2 separate regions of the Acanthopagrus latus genome follow, and region 2 is linked to region 1. A link is a contact called in public Hi-C data. All regions are on one chromosome and are shown on one strand. The core of a region is the stretch at or near the end of the contact, and the rest is flanking DNA. Distances in the headings are between cores, read along the strand shown. Region 1 holds the start of guf1 (translation factor GUF1, mitochondrial). Region 2 holds the start of eif1ad (probable RNA-binding protein EIF1AD).

The links. A called contact is a pair of places that touch in the nucleus more often than the background predicts.
Region 2: a Hi-C map of muscle shows a contact between it and region 1, with 3 times the contacts expected there. The contact joins the promoter of eif1ad here to the promoter of guf1 in region 1. A contact is called at or near these places in 3 of 4 Hi-C or Micro-C datasets (liver and muscle).

The regions. Positions count from the first base shown.
Region 1 is chr18:12,557,479-12,565,359 of fAcaLat1.1, forward strand. guf1 (translation factor GUF1, mitochondrial) reads left to right here and starts at 3,452. Exons shown (of 18, transcript XM_037078080.1): 1 at 3,452-4,020; 2 at 4,133-4,302; 3 at 4,649-4,760; 4 at 5,402-5,550; 5 at 5,974-6,054; 6 at 6,156-6,233; 7 at 6,329-6,412; 8 at 6,494-6,558; 9 at 6,644-6,847. The coding sequence starts at 4,183.
Region 2 is chr18:12,701,668-12,709,548 of fAcaLat1.1, forward strand. eif1ad (probable RNA-binding protein EIF1AD) reads left to right here and starts at 4,916. Exons shown (of 5, transcript XM_037077948.1): 1 at 4,916-5,257; 2 at 5,715-5,833; 3 at 5,925-6,033; 4 at 7,107-7,215; 5 at 7,315-7,881. The coding sequence starts at 5,747. The coding sequence ends at 7,552. It overlaps ctsf (cathepsin F), which reads left to right. Exons shown (of 14, transcript XM_037078082.1): 4 at 1-32; 5 at 216-288; 6 at 962-1,075; 7 at 1,218-1,366; 8 at 1,507-1,603; 9 at 1,744-1,824; 10 at 1,966-2,085; 11 at 2,614-2,678; 12 at 2,848-2,938; 13 at 3,061-3,119; 14 at 3,669-4,398. The coding sequence ends at 3,743.

The DNA.
Region 1 (7,881 bases), core at 2,202-4,701:
CAACCTACTTTGACATAATTACAGATATTAAAGGGGCAGGACAGCAAACAGAGAACTGAGTGAATCATGTCACGTTCTTCTGTCAGCACATCTATTGTGTAATAGGCCTAAAATGAGTGGATACAGTTTGGATATGGGACCAGATTAATGTTTTAATCCAGAATTTGTCAAAGTTTTTTATCTCATGTTCTCATGCAGCCTATTGTTTACACGTAAACTCAAAAGCCATATATCATGTTATCCAGTTCCATCAACAACAAAATAACAGGGACAACAAGTGATTGTACTTTATGAGCATATTGTGTGTGTATATATATATATATATATATATATATATATATATATATATATATATATATATATATATATATATGACAAATCATTATTCAGCCCCATATCAGCAGCCATATATGGTACTCTACTGTCTTTTTCATACAGTGATATGATTTTTGCTTCACAACAATATTTGAACTTAATTTGATTGTTGAATCAAACTTTGCATGAAGTTTAAAATTTAGAATTTTATTTATTTATTTTTTCTATAAATTATGTTGTCGGATATATTTATTTTTAATCCAGATTTTCCTCCAACATCCTGATAGAATCTTAAACATTCCAGATAAAATGATTGTTCACGAGGTGGATGCTTGATTCAGTGCACAGTTTCTAATAAAACACATATCATTTAAATTCCTTATATCTAGTTTGTGACATGTTTTTGAGCCTCAGCCAGACTGATTTTTTCTCGATTTTACTAGATTCTGACAGTAAACTATGAGTATACTTTTGCAACGCATGATGGGTAGTTATTGGGAATATAGTGTATCTCAGTAAGCTGCAGTGAATTTGAATGTAAGCAGCATTCTGAGCTGACAGTAAAAATCGTACATTGCGAGAAAATACTGTAATGAGGGTTTAGTGCAGTACAGTAATTGAGCAATAAGATATTGTGATTTTATAACAAGGTACACATGCTAAAATACCAAAAAGCTAACTCCATGCTAACAGGCCTAAAAGCATGCTAAAAAGGCTACATGCATCGAACAGGCTTAAAAGTGGGCTAACAAGATACAGATGCTAACATGCTAACAGGCTGGCAGGCAAACATACTGAGAAGTAATAAGGTTGGGTTAACATAAAAACACAGTGTTTGTTTGTTTGCAACAACTACAGATGCTTATTACAATAACAGAATGTCATTTCACATCAAAATACTGTATTTACATGTTAGAATTGCGTCTACGTTACTGTAGAAACACAATATATTACCGTGATTTTAATCTACATTACTGTAAAATACTTACAGTTTACCACTGTGAATTTTGTAATTTACTTTAAAATCACATTAATATTTTTTTACAGTGAAAACAACATTTTTAAAGTTTTTAAAATTCCAATAATGATATGTTTCTTTTAATGTTTAAGCACATCTTTTAAACATTTGTTGGTTATACACGCTGTGCTGCGAGAGATATATCTGCCATGCCGGTCCACTCAGTCCACTCAGTCCCCGGCATCTCCCTTGAAACATAAATAACTCAATGAATTTACAGCAGCCCAGTCAGATCATGCGACTGTGAGTGAACCAGCTCAGCCCTTCTTCAGCAGGAGAGGATGCTGTCAAGCAATGTTTCTACGCTGCCAGGGACTATCATTACGAGTGTGTGGTAAAGCCCACAAAAAAGCCCTGTGGCACTGAGCTGTAATGCAAAGCTCGCTGAAGTTTCATTTTCTGGCCTCATCTTTCCACCACTCAAGCGTTGCACAGCACAGGCCCCAGTGTGAGGTCTGCCCGTCTCTGAGCTCCATCTCCTCAATCCACCGCTGACCCTGCTCATCGGCTCAGAGGCTGCGGCCTGACAGAAATCGATACTGATGGATGTGAGGTGTCTAGGAGGACCAAATAGCGGGGCTGCTTACATGCGTGTCTAGATATCTTCATAATAATTTCAAATGTATTCAGAGTGTCAGACTGGAGCACGCAAGGACACAAGAGGAGTCATGGTGTGTTTAATATCAGAAAAATACAAATATTAGTAAAAACTGCTTTAAAGACATTGTGGTAAATGTGTAATATGCTGTGTAAACCCTTTCTACACAAGTATTTTGTCAGAAAATAGTGGCAGTTTCTTCCAGTATCTTCCATACGGTGTGACCTGGGGACTTCAAATCAATACCAAATAATTACTACACTGTACGCGTAGGACCAACATCCTCTTCACAGATTAAAGCACATCTTCTGTTTTATATAAAAATTTACAAACATTATATTCTCATAATATTCTCTTATATGTCATTCCATATATACAGTTTACATTTTATGCCCTTTTATTTATTTTCTGTGCTGTCCACTGACCATCTTACCACAGCCATCACACTCGACCTGTCAAAGTGAAAGTGAAAGTGAAAGACAAATTAATTACTATTTAAGGGCAAGTTGGCAGGAAGGTATTACAAAAACATCAGTATTATATCATTTAAACAAATGCATTTATTGATGGTCCCTAAATCCTGTGTCCTCCTGAAGCTAGCAAGGGGAAACTGATTAAGAGGATGCTGCCAGAATAAATATCAGTATATATTTCTACAGTTCACTTCATTTTCTTGAATGAAAATTAAATTTAATCTGTGGTAGTTTAAAGCAACAGTTTTAAATTGGACGGTGACTTAAAAATGTGACATCTAAATTGGATTTATTTCATTGCAGTGACAGGAGAAGGGCTAGTGCACTCCTGTAATATTCAAAATGATACCCTGGGAACAGCTAAGCCAAGCAGCCAAGCAGCCAAGCCGAAGAGATGTTGTATTTGGAATCAATATAAAGGATTTGGATTATAGGACATTTCATATAGAATGATGTTTAATGATGTTCACATTTTTAAGTTTTATTATCAGGTTCATTATCTGATGTCATTTTATATTTTCACACAGTTTAGCCTAGTGTAATACGTTAATATTGTCATATTGCATTATAAAACATGTATTATCCGAATGTCATCTTAGAGCAAATGGAGTACTTCGGTAATGAGTTGAAAATCTGCCTGATTTTGCAGACATCGATAAATATGCAAGTCACTGAGGACTCTGGGAAATGCCTTCAGAAAAGGAGGCTAGTAGAAAGGTAGTGCTGTGGAATGACCTGTGAGACTGGATTGTATTATCTTTAAGAAAGCTGATGCTTAGCCCTGTGACTCAAATACACTCCCCAGTGTGCAATATATACATTTTTTTAATATATATACATTTTTTTTTCTTTATTAATGAAAAGATGATTACACGACAGGCAGAAGCTGGGGCTAATAGAGCTTTATTATCTCTGGTTGCACAAAGAAGAGAAGCAGTCATCTATTCTTGTGCAAGAGGTAGCTTTGTTGTCATAGCAACTGATATCCATTTTTATCCTACATCTGACAGATTGAGTGGGCGGGACTTCCGACTGCTACGGCATTTCCAAAGATAATTAGACTACATGAAGATAGTCATCCTCCTTACATGCTTCACAATGCTGTTTCAAGTGTTAATTTCTGTACATTAAATAATTCCAACTGTAGGCACTCAGGTTATTGACTAACCGTAGCTGTAAATAGCCGGCTGCACTACCAGAGACACAGGCTGTCATTTAAAATAATCAGTGGGAGGAAACGAGTGACAGCAGTGCAGTTATCTTAGCAACGTTTGTTAGGGTTGCGACACATTTACGCTGCATTAACGAGCAAAAGTATAATAGTTTATTCGAAATAATTTGCTCGCTTGCTCCGACCGTTAACAAAGAAAACCGAAGCCGTTGTAGATTACTATCTTGTTTCTTTTCATCATCTCCGCTTCGAGAAATCAACGACATTTCCCAGAAGTCTTTGCCGGTGAACTGTCACCCAAAATGTCAGCACCCTAGCAGCTCACGCACCGGGGTGATTACAGGACTATTTACCTCCAACATTCGTGTATTCTTACCGTCGTGACAGGACAACAATGGTCCGCCAATGTGGCGATAGCCCGGAGTTAATTCATTACAGTGCGGAGGTATTTCACAGCTAGCTTAGCTAGCTAACCCCAGCTAACGTTGTTTATCCTTCATACTGTTGGGTGACTTACTGACTTGGTAGCTTAACGGAAAACATGACGTTCTCTTTAGTGAGACGATGGTGTGAAACACCCCTGTTAAGACGTGTTTTACAGTTCAAAATGTACAGGAGGAAAATACTAAACTACAACACGACCTACACGCTGTTCAGACACCGGTGGATGAAGAGGATGCCTGTGTTCTCCAGCAGCGTCAGGATGATGAGCACACACACAGACAAGGTAGCCAACATCAGCAACAACAACAACAACAACAACAAAACTTAAAACATAGCTTCAGGTAACGTGTTAACAGCATTAGTTTGGAAAATTAGGTGTCTCTGAATTCTGTAGTGTCAGAAACTGTGTACATAAAGAGGCTGAAAGTAAACTGAAGGGTTGAGAAGCGCTGAGAAACTTAATATTCATTAAACAGTTAACAGCCTAATGATGATGCCATGTATGGCTCTGTACCTGCCCCAAATAGAAATAGACAGACTTTGTGTGTTAAAGAAGGTTACTGTAACAATTCAGCAGTGCTGAAGTGGCTGTCATAGACATTAACAGGTTTCTTTCCTTTTGCGTTAAGGAGTCTATTGACCTGTCCAAGTTCCCTGCAGACAGAATCAGGAACTTTTGCATCATTGCTCATATTGACCACGGGAAAAGCACTTTGGCTGACAGGCTGTTGGAGATGACAGGTATGTTTCCTCATCGCATATCACCTATTAAATTACATAATAAAAAAACACTTTTAAATAACCATCAATAATAAATGCTAATTAAACAGTTGATCAAACTTAGCTTAATAAAAAGAAAAAAAAAAGAAGAAAAGACCGCTGGATAACAATACACCTCAGTTTTCTTAGGTTGCTAAAACTACGTAAGCTAGCGGTCGGAAAACTTGATTTCTCCGGGGGGGTCTAACTCACGGTGTGTTAGACCATGGATTAAATTTACACCGGAATATCCCTTTAAGTCAAGTTTGATTAACTTCAAATTAACCCTGTATCAATGATGGTTATTATAAAGTGTAATAGGCATTGGTCTGAAACATACTGATATTAACAATAATAACAATAATAATAATAATTTATTTTGATTCAGCTGGATAAGTGACACTGTGATCTGTGTGTGACTGTTAATATCCACATAGTTGTTAATGACATTGCTATGAGAGCTTGCATCTGTCTTTCTCTCTCTAATACACACACACACACACACAAACACAAACGACCAACAATGGACACTACCGAAAATCAGATTTGGCAGGTATATTATCTGTTAATAGATAGATTACAGTAAACACAATGTGTCACTAATGGATGCCATTGACAAACAGGTGCCATAGCAAAGACTGAGAAGAACAAACAGGTGTTGGACAAGCTTCAGGTGGAGCGAGAGAGAGGGATAACAGTGAAGGCCCAGACGGCCTCTCTGTTTTACAGCCATGAGGGAGAGCAGTACCTCCTGAACCTCATCGACACACCGGCAAGTGCACCGCTCCTGTCTGGTGCTTCTGGGTGAAAAAGTGTATAATTACAAATGTTTGTATGACTTTGTTTGAACCTGCATATCCTTACCTCCACTTAGATTGTAATTCCACCTAACGGCTTTGCTTTCTCACTGTTTTCATTCATGTTGTCACTGCTGGGAGTTCTCTGTGGCTCTAAAATAGATTTCAGATGTGGAATAGCTCAAATCATTGTTTCGTGGTCATCCTGTTGCAGGACAGTTGCATGTCGCAGATTTCTGCTTTAGAGAATCAGCTCCCTCATCTAAAATTAATTTATTACTGTAACATTAGACCAAAATGAAATCTAACTTCAAACGTGGGTAAGAGTTGACTGAAACTTTTTTGTCATTGCCATGTCTTTCAGTTTTTTTTAAATCTATGGCTTTTCCTCTCTGAAGGGTCACGTTGACTTCAGTTATGAAGTGTCTCGATCCATTTCTGCATGCCAAGGTGTCCTGTTGATTGTCGACGCCAATCAGGTACAAAACCAAATTTCTAACTCCTGGTTTTCTCAGTGATTTGTGATCAAATTTAAATACTGTATCTGAAGGAGTCATAATAATTGTGTTGTCATGCAAAGGGGGTTCAAGCTCAGACGGTGGCCAACTTCTATCTGGCTTTTGAGGCTCAGCTGGCAATCATCCCTGTCATCAACAAGGTACACTGAGGCTAAGTTGTTTTTAGTTTAATCACACGTTGTTTTTCTAATTCTAATATTTCCAAATTTATTTTCTAATTTAATGTGTTCTGTAGATCGATTTGAAAAATGCCGATCCAGAGAGAGTGGAGTCACAGATTGAAAAGGTGTTTGATATTCCACGTGAAGAGTGCATCAGGGTGAGTTAGAGCTTTTTTTCTGTTTTCAGTATCACTTATCTGAGAAATTTCTCTTAATTTGCAATCTAACTTTTTTTTCAGATTTCTGCCAAACTTGGAACAAATGTTGAAAAAGTTCTCCAAGCAGTTGTGAACAGAATTCCAGCGTAAGAAAATTAATCTGGTTTAATTTCTCACTAAAACATATCTGAAACATAGAAGTTAAGCTTTTTTTCATCACTGTGTCCTCAGACCTGCAGCAAGTGTCGATGACCCATTCAAAGCCCTCGTATTTGACTCCAATTTTGACCACTATAGAGGAGTGGTGGCCAACATCGCTTTGTTTGGAGGTCGGGTCAGAAAAGGGGACAGGATCGTGTCTGCATATCTCGGCAAAACCTACGAGGTCAACGAGCTGGGGCTCCTCCGGCCAGATGAGCTCCCCACACAGAAGCTGTACGTGACAGTCTTTATCCTCGTTTCATTTCTCACTGTGGACGGTGAATGCCAATCATGCTGGTTTGAGCTCTTCAGTAGTGAGACTTTGCTGCTTAGTTTGTCTTTTTTGATAATAAACTAAATATCTTTGAATTAGGAAAGAAAATTGGAACGCATCCTTAAATACTGTATAGTATTTTTTTTATTGATTGAGTGGTATTCTAATGGGTAATCTTTATAACACCTATGTAGAGAAAGGAAAACAGTCGGATGCTTGTTTATGTATCTGTTGAAGGCTATTTGGATCAAATGCATGAATATCACACTGCATGAAATATAATAGAGGTCACTGAATGAGATCCACTGACTGTAACAGTATACCCGGTAAAAAGTAGGAGGTATCAGCTATTTTCCAAAAAATATAACTGAAGGAGTAATGCAACATGAATATCAACACATTAAAAAGCTTCAAGGTTGTTAAACAATCCTTCTTGGGAAAATGTACAGTTATTAAAAAGTGAGTTTTTCAGCCAGGAAGCTATGTTTAATAACATCTGTGGCATTCAGTTTAATATACAGGACCAAATAACTTCTTAGATATGATAAAACTACATTAATACCACACTCAAAATTTAGAGGTGTTCATTTTTGAAAATGAAAGATTCTTTGTTTTGGTAAAAATAAATATTTATTGTCATCAAGTAGATTAATGTAGCTATTCTGTAACAAATATTGAAATGAATATATTGTGGCACGATTGACTGAGAATACACAGACAAAGAATCAAGAAAATGATTCAATTTAGCTCTGAGGGTCACACAATTAATGAATTAAATAATTAATGATTTGAGGTGCACTATGTAATTTTTTTGGCAAACAAAACTGTAGGATTTCCAGATGCTCTGTTATTCTATTTTTGATCTCACTTCACATTAACTCAAAATAGAATCTGTTTTTGATCTAATGTTTACCATTACCTATGTAAACATTGCTTTAAAGTGCATGAAGAACTAATTTTAGCTCTTGGAAACTACCTGTCTCTTTTTTGTTTT
Region 2 (7,881 bases), core at 3,666-6,165, 150 kb after region 1:
TGACAGATGCGTCAACCAGCCAGCCTCTGGAGGTAAAAATTGTGAGATTTTCTGGATCAATAATGGTGCAACAATGTTTGTGTTGAGTTTTATCCTGTTATTTGCTTCTTATGTACTCCAGCAGTGTTGTGTAAGCTGCTGTTATCCATTTGAACTTGAGCTTGAGGAGAAGGTCTGTGTTGATTCTGTTTGTTGGTCTTCTCTTCCTTTGGCAGGAGTCAATGGAGTTGTTGGGCCAGTTCAAAGAGTTTATGGTGAAATACAATAAGGTCTACAGCAGCCAGGAAGGTGAGTGACTGACATACAGTATTTACTGAACATTCAAAACATAGCATGTGTCATATAGTATCACATTCTTGTCTCCACACCCTGAACTTCTGATGTACTCACAGCCTAATCGTGGCAATGATAGAAGCCTTTTACACTGTATGAAATCCTAGATTATGAGATCCTCTGTCAATTCAGAGCCTTTGAAATGAGTGATATGTGCTGATGGCTTGAAGCACTGAACAAGCATGAACAAAATAGTTAAGCATTTAAACGCAACATAACCATGACAGATAACCATATCGTTATGAATACAATTCCAGGAATCCAAAATAAAAGGATGAGCAGGAGCACACACTGCTCAACACAGTGTGCTAAACTTTGTGCCTCTTTGGTTTCTAGAATGACACCATGCTATTCAAAATCACAGACTGGGGTGACACTATTGGTTCAGTGTTAAAATCAAATCCAGAATAATGGTGGCATGCATTGCAGTAGTATTGCAGGAACTCTGTGTGAAAAGGACTTATGTCTCAGTCTGCAAGTGACAGATAATTGATAATTAACAAAAGATTAGATAAGGATTGTTTTTAGGTTGCCGGAGTGTTGCCGACTTTAAAACATGTATAAACAAGGCAGGGAAACTTTCAAGTGCCTGATCATTTTTAACTTTGTCTTTATTTGACTTCTGTAGAGGCAGACCGCCGTTTGCTCATCTTCCATGAGAATCTGAAGACTGCTGAGAAGCTCCAGTCACTGGATCAAGGCTCAGCTGAATATGGAGTCACCAAGTTCAGTGACCTGACTGGTATGTGCATGTGTGTGCACGTGTACTTGTATTTCCACACTGTTTCTTTTGAGGAAGTGCATCTTCTGCTTTTCATGTGTTATATCAGCTCTTCTCCAAAGAATCCTCTTGAGTAACTCAAACTTGTGACTGCTTTCTCCAGAGGAAGAGTTTCGTTCTACATACCTCAACCCATTGCTGAGTCAATGGACTCTTCATCGAGAGATGAAGCCAGCATCTCCTGCCCAAGACCCCGCCCCCGCTAGCTGGGATTGGCGGGATCACGGAGCTGTCAGTCCCGTTAAGAACCAGGTACAATCAATCAGTTAATTGCAGAGCAGCTACCATAAATAGCATGTTACTAATGAATTAATTACACCTGCTTCCTACTTCATGCTGACTTGGTGTGTGTGTGTGTGTGTGTGTGTGTGTGTGTGTGTGTGTGTGTGTAGGGTATGTGTGGATCCTGCTGGGCTTTTTCTGTCACAGGCAACATTGAAGGCCAGTGGTTCCTAAAAAATGGTTCGTTGCTGTCCCTGTCGGAACAAGGTAACGCCTGCTGCACAAACAAACAAAAAAAAAGATGTTACAATAATTCAAAACCTTTCCCCTGCAGAAAGCGAAATCATTGTTTACATTTGCAGATAAGAAGCCATGGTTTGATTGGTTTATCAATTTGTCCCTAACAGAGCTGGTTGACTGTGATGGGCTGGACCAGGCGTGCAGGGGAGGGCTACCGTCAAATGCTTATGAAGCTATTGAGAAGCTGGGTAAGAAACATGTGGCGGAGGACGAGTGATGTGTGCAATCATTCTGAAACTTTTTAAGCTTCAATCCTCATTTTTTTCTCAGGACATTACAGTCATTTATTTAAATGGCATAACCCTTTTAATCTTTATTCGTGTATTAAGGTGGTCTTGAGTCAGAGGCTGATTACTCCTACAGCGGGCACAAGCAGAGGTGCGACTTCACCAGTGGGAAGGTGGCTGCCTACATCAACAGCTCTGTGGAGCTGTCCAAAGATGAGAAGGGTGAGTGGGTTGAGGGAATAGAGAGGGAATGAAAAAGAATTGGAAGAGGAGAAAGCTTACACATATGTAGACAACATTTCTTACTAAAACACACACTAAGAAGTTTTTGGATCTAAAGCCCCTTTCTCACAATCAGCAGCAATTCCTGCATGAGGTCATGTGTGAGCACCCACGGATCGATATTCAGGGAAATCTGTACTGCTAGTTTCCCTCCCCCTGACCTTGTAACATTTCAGGGAAATGGACTCTCCCTAACAATGATTGTCATGTTCCTGAATGTAGATGCATATGTGAAGAGTGGAAGTTAGGTTGGCTAGCCACTAATTCACAGGGAACTACAGTATGTGTAAAAGAGTCTTAAGAGTGATGAGACACTGATGGGAATATATGAATTAACACTAATAACTCCGCAAAACTGTCATTTCCTATTTCAACGACAGATTTATAGAGTAGATAGATGGGTGTTCATTTTACGATACATACATTCTAACTAGATTTGATTTATTTTGTTTTCTTTGATCTCCTCAGAAATTGCAGCTTGGCTGGCTGAAAATGGTCCAATCTCTGTTGCTCTGAATGCTTTCGCCATGCAGGTAAGCATTTCATCACTGCTACAGTGTTTAGACCACCACAGCAATGGCTGAATCACTAGAATCTGACATACTTATATACAAGTATACTTATATCACATGCTTCACCTCCATGAGAACTACAAATAAAGATTCAACACTATGTCAAAATGTATTCTGTTTCTGTCTGTAGTTCTACAGGAAGGGTGTATCTCACCCTTTGAAGATCTTCTGCAACCCCTGGATGATCGACCATGCTGTGCTGATGGTGGGATACGGAGAACGTAAGTGTGTTGTTATTATCCTCTGATTGTTTTATTACAATTGTTCTTCTTTTTTGACGGATGATCATTTTTGTGAATTAGGATGGAGCTAATGCACTGTATGAATTTTTCTGTGTTTTCAGGTAAAGGTATCCCATTCTGGGCTATCAAAAACAGCTGGGGAGAGGATTATGGAGAACAGGTAAGACAACCCAACATATTAACACTCTTTGAGTTCAAGAGAGACTTAAATGTTTTTTTAAAAATAAGACAGAATTTTTCTTTAAAACAGACATACTAACTAAACTGATTTTAAAATGAAAGGTATCACCTGAAAATCTTGTATTACACGATGAAAAGTACAAATCAGTCTGTAGTGTAACATCGCCCCTAATATGTGTCAGTGTGCTCTACTGAATTCAACACAGCAAGACCTAAACAGTCTGTAAATAATAAGTGATCATAAAAGTTTGTAAATTAATCAGTTTGGCAGATTAATCTGTGTCAATAGCATTTGAGCCAAGTTCCGCCTCTATCAGCTGTCAAAAAGATGTTTCAACGCAGTGATACAGCCTTGTGTTGTACTTATGGGTTGCACCATACTGTACAGAACTCACTGCAACTTTGTATTAAACCAAAGCGTTTGGTGAAAAGTAAAGAAATAGTTCAATAAAGTTCCATTCCTACTTTGTTGCTACTCATGTGATGTTGTGAGAGTCCATGTGTTCATTTCTTGCTGTCTCTCTTACAGGGTTACTACTACCTTTACAGGGGGTCTAATGCCTGTGGGATCAACAAGATGTGCTCATCTGCTGTAGTCAACTAAACCACAAATGACATATGTTCACACACACACGCACGCACACACACACACACACACACACACACACGCACGCAAACACACACACACACACACACACACACACACACACACACACACACACACACACATTTGAGCCAGGCTGCATGATGATCACTATAAGACATAAATAAAGTCCTACTGATGTTGCTTTTCCGTTAAACCAGTCTAGTGTTCAATCTTCATACCTCACGCCATCATTTCAATTTTCTCAAAACATACCAGCTCTGATAAAGCTTGTGTTGCACAGAATTTTATAGTAATTAGTAGATTTTATGTGCTCTTTTCTTTCCATTAGATATGCAGGTCATGATGATTGCTGTGTTTTAGGCAGTATTGGTTTTAACTCATCCTTTTTCCCAGTAACAGCTCATGTTCAATGAAGAATATGCACTAATTGCAGTCAGACTTGTGTCTTGTCAGCTCACTTGGATGTTCCTTTTACCAGTGCTCGTGCTAATGCTATGTAGTATTTGAGTGTTTTTGTTTTGTTTTGTTTGTTTTTTTAATGTCAGGGGTTTTACCTGACATTAGTCTGCACATTACTACTTAACTGCAAGTAAATTGTCAAAACTGTCAGAAATGAATGAAAGAAGGTGGAATAAAAATGTGTGGAATCCTATTCTTTGGATGTGGTGTTCTTATCTTACATGTAATTAAACTGAAAAGTTAAACTGGATTAATAAAAAACAAACAAATGCTACATTAATGTATGTTATTAAGACTTTGTTCGCCATATGAAACCTTTATTCATATACCACAGTATGTATTTAATAAATGAAATGACAGATATGTATATGAAATGTCAGGTGAAACTACATGCAGACATGCACAGCTATTACAGTGATGGGACACATAGTTGTAGTTTAAATGAGAATTTAACGATAGTTTTTAATGTATTTTTTGTTTTTTAAAAACATCTGAAATGTTAACGCTGACATCCATAAAGGTAAGCATGTTTTATACCCATGATACCAACATGAGTTATATGAGAACAGCAGCGTCATTGAGCGATTTAGTCTTGAATGTTGCCCAAATTGAGAGACACTCTATTTCCCACAATGCTACTGCACTAACACGGAAGAACAAGAGTCGGGGAAACGGGGAAAAGTAGTTGGGTCTTTTTTTTTGTTTTGTTTTGTTTTTTAAATAAACGGATGACTTTAGTCAGGCAGGAAATAGCAAATGATGCCGAAGTGACAAAATTCAATTCTAAATCTCATTTCTTCATCTGAAATGTTAAGTGTAGTTCTGGCCATCGCAGGGTCGTTTAGTCCGAAGATAAAGAGAAACAGACGAGCTTTATTTTGAAATGGTGGAACACTCGTCCTCGGAAGTACAACGTTTAGTGTCGTCAGAAAACAGAGACGCATGTGGTTCGGCTTTAATGATAAAACATTGCAACGTGTGTTTTTCGAAAGTGTTTTTTAGCTGCTGTCAAGCTTCCCAGTAACACATTTTTTGTTTCTCTCTCTCTCAAGGTTAGCATGTTACCCGCTAATGTAGCTCCCTGAGCTGAGCGTAGGGACACAGTTTGAGATAGCTAGCTAATGTTAGCTTAGTCAGCTAACAGAAACGACCAACTTTGGTAGTGTTGTTACTTTGGTAAGGGAATAGTTAATTACTTACGTTTCTAGTTAATTATATGCAGCTGAGGCGACGGAAGCCACTGTCTTCGTCCAGCGATCACTGACATCAACGAGATAGTAAAAGTTTGATAAATGTTGCTAACTGAAGCTAACTACTCACTATCGTTAACCCAATTTTAATGAGTCTGGCATTTAACGCGGCATTTCATCTTGTGGTTCCGCGAATCTCTCGTTTTGGTCAATTGTCTCCTCAATGTGTCATCACTTGACAACAGCTGAACTTCCAATATAGGGCCTCAGTTAGTGTTCTGCTGTTTATGCACTTCATCACCACACTCTTGTGTTACAGCTGGCGAAGGAACCAGAAGCCCACCTTTAATAATGTCACAGGCCACTAAACGCAAACATGTCGTCAAGGAGGTTCTTGGAGATTTTGTCATGCCCACAGAGAACCAGCAGATTGTAAAGGTGAGCTGTTCATGGCCTGCGTATTACAAGTAAGTAAGACACTGAAACATTGTCCCGAATGTATCTCCATCCTGTACCTGTGCACTTGTAGGTCACTGGTAGCCGTGGTAACAACCTCCATGAAGCTGTCACGGCCCAGGGTGAGACTTTCCTAGTGAGCATGCCCACCAAGTTCCGCAAGAACATCTGGATCAAGAGAGGTAACTTCTGATGGGATGCTGAGATTAAGTTTTACAGATTAGTACAGAGACCATTCAGTGTTAGTTAGCCAGCTCAAACATCTAAACACTGACGTCAGTAGTCAAAACCAGGCCTCCAGACTCATTTTTCACCCTGGTTGCAATGGTGTGCCTAACTTTCTCATCTAGGTGCTCTAGCTGACAACTTGCACTGCTTAAAATTAGGTAGGGTTACTGGGATATGGCCACATAAATGTATGTGCATAGATATACAATGAAAGTCAAATGAAATGTGTCTCATGCTTTCTGTTGGGACCAAAAACTAACTCTAACCCACTAAACACAAAATAAGAATTCAGATATGTCACAGAATAAGCAATCAACACTAACACTAAACTATCCCGATGTCCCAAACTCATTTTGAGTAGTTTAGGTGCACCCAATGATACATTAACAACAATGATTTTAGTTGTGAAAAACAAACAACATACTATTGAATTTCAGGTTTACTGATGCAACAAGTGAAACTGTCTAGTTGCACTTGCCAGATTTTTGGGTGCACGTGTGACCAAAATAGTCACATCCTGGACACCTGACAACAAGTTTCTGTGGATTAACCTGCCAAGTGTATTTCCCTTTCAAATTTTTTATCAGGCATAATGTTTGTGAATAGCAGACTTTATTTCTGGAAGACGATAAATGCTGAAATACTGTCTGTAGTGATGCGTACCACTCAATAACAGAATCTTTCAATTAGTAGGGGCTCTAAAATATTCTTCATCATCCATCAAATATAATGTTTTCATTGGCCTACTGATATCATCTCCAGCAACAGATTTTCCAAAGTTTGTAGTACTTACATGCGTGCTACCACAATGTCTGTGCATGCAATATTTTTGACCCTGTGTTAAACCGGTCTACAGCTTTTTCAAGGGAATAGATGTGTTGTCATGATTTCTGAAGAAGCTGCTTATATCATTCACTTAGTGTTATGAGATATTTGTAAGTACTGACAATGAAAATCTTTCTGCATTAAAAATGACCTTTTATTTTTTGGTTCACATTTAAAATCTGTCTCCTTTCTGATCCCTTAGGTGATTATGTGATTGTGGATCCCATTGAAGAAGGAGAGAAGGTGAAGGCTGAGATCAGCTTCATTCTGTACAAAGATCACATTCAGAACCTGCAAAAACAACAGCAGTGGTGAGTCTAAACACACACTTGTAGACACACATCACACAACCAGTATCATTTTGTTAAGTATAATGAGTGTATTGTCTTTGTTTTTCTCACCATCCTCAGGCCAGAGGGTTTCATGGAGGAGCCGTCAGAGCAGGACAAGATAAGCAAACATCAGGAAAAGGAAGAGGGGGAGGAGGAGAAAGATGAGGAAGAGGATGTCAGTGACTCTGAAGATGATGAGAGTGACCTCTTTGTAAACACCAACCGCTGTAACTACCAGTACAGCGAGAGTGAGGAGGAGGAGGACAGTGAGGAGCAGGATCATGTCAAAGACGAAAGGACAGGAAATGGCTCCTAGTGGCAGAGCTGAATACGTGGACAGTCGTGAGTCTGAGCTGTGGAGATCATGAAATCTGACTGGTGCTCCTCATACAACAGCTCCCTCTGCAGTTCTTGTATGACAGGCTTTTGAAGACATTAAGTGGCTGGGCTGAATGAATGGACTTCAGGTTAATAGAGCAAAAATAAGTCTTGTCTCCAAAAAATCAGTAATGTTGAAATCAACTATGAAACTAGTGATTTACAATGCTTGAAATTCTGTAATACATATTTCTGATGTATTTTTCAGTGTCTTTCTGAAAATGTATCACTAGAGCATGTTTATAAACTGATCTTCAGTGCAGCCAG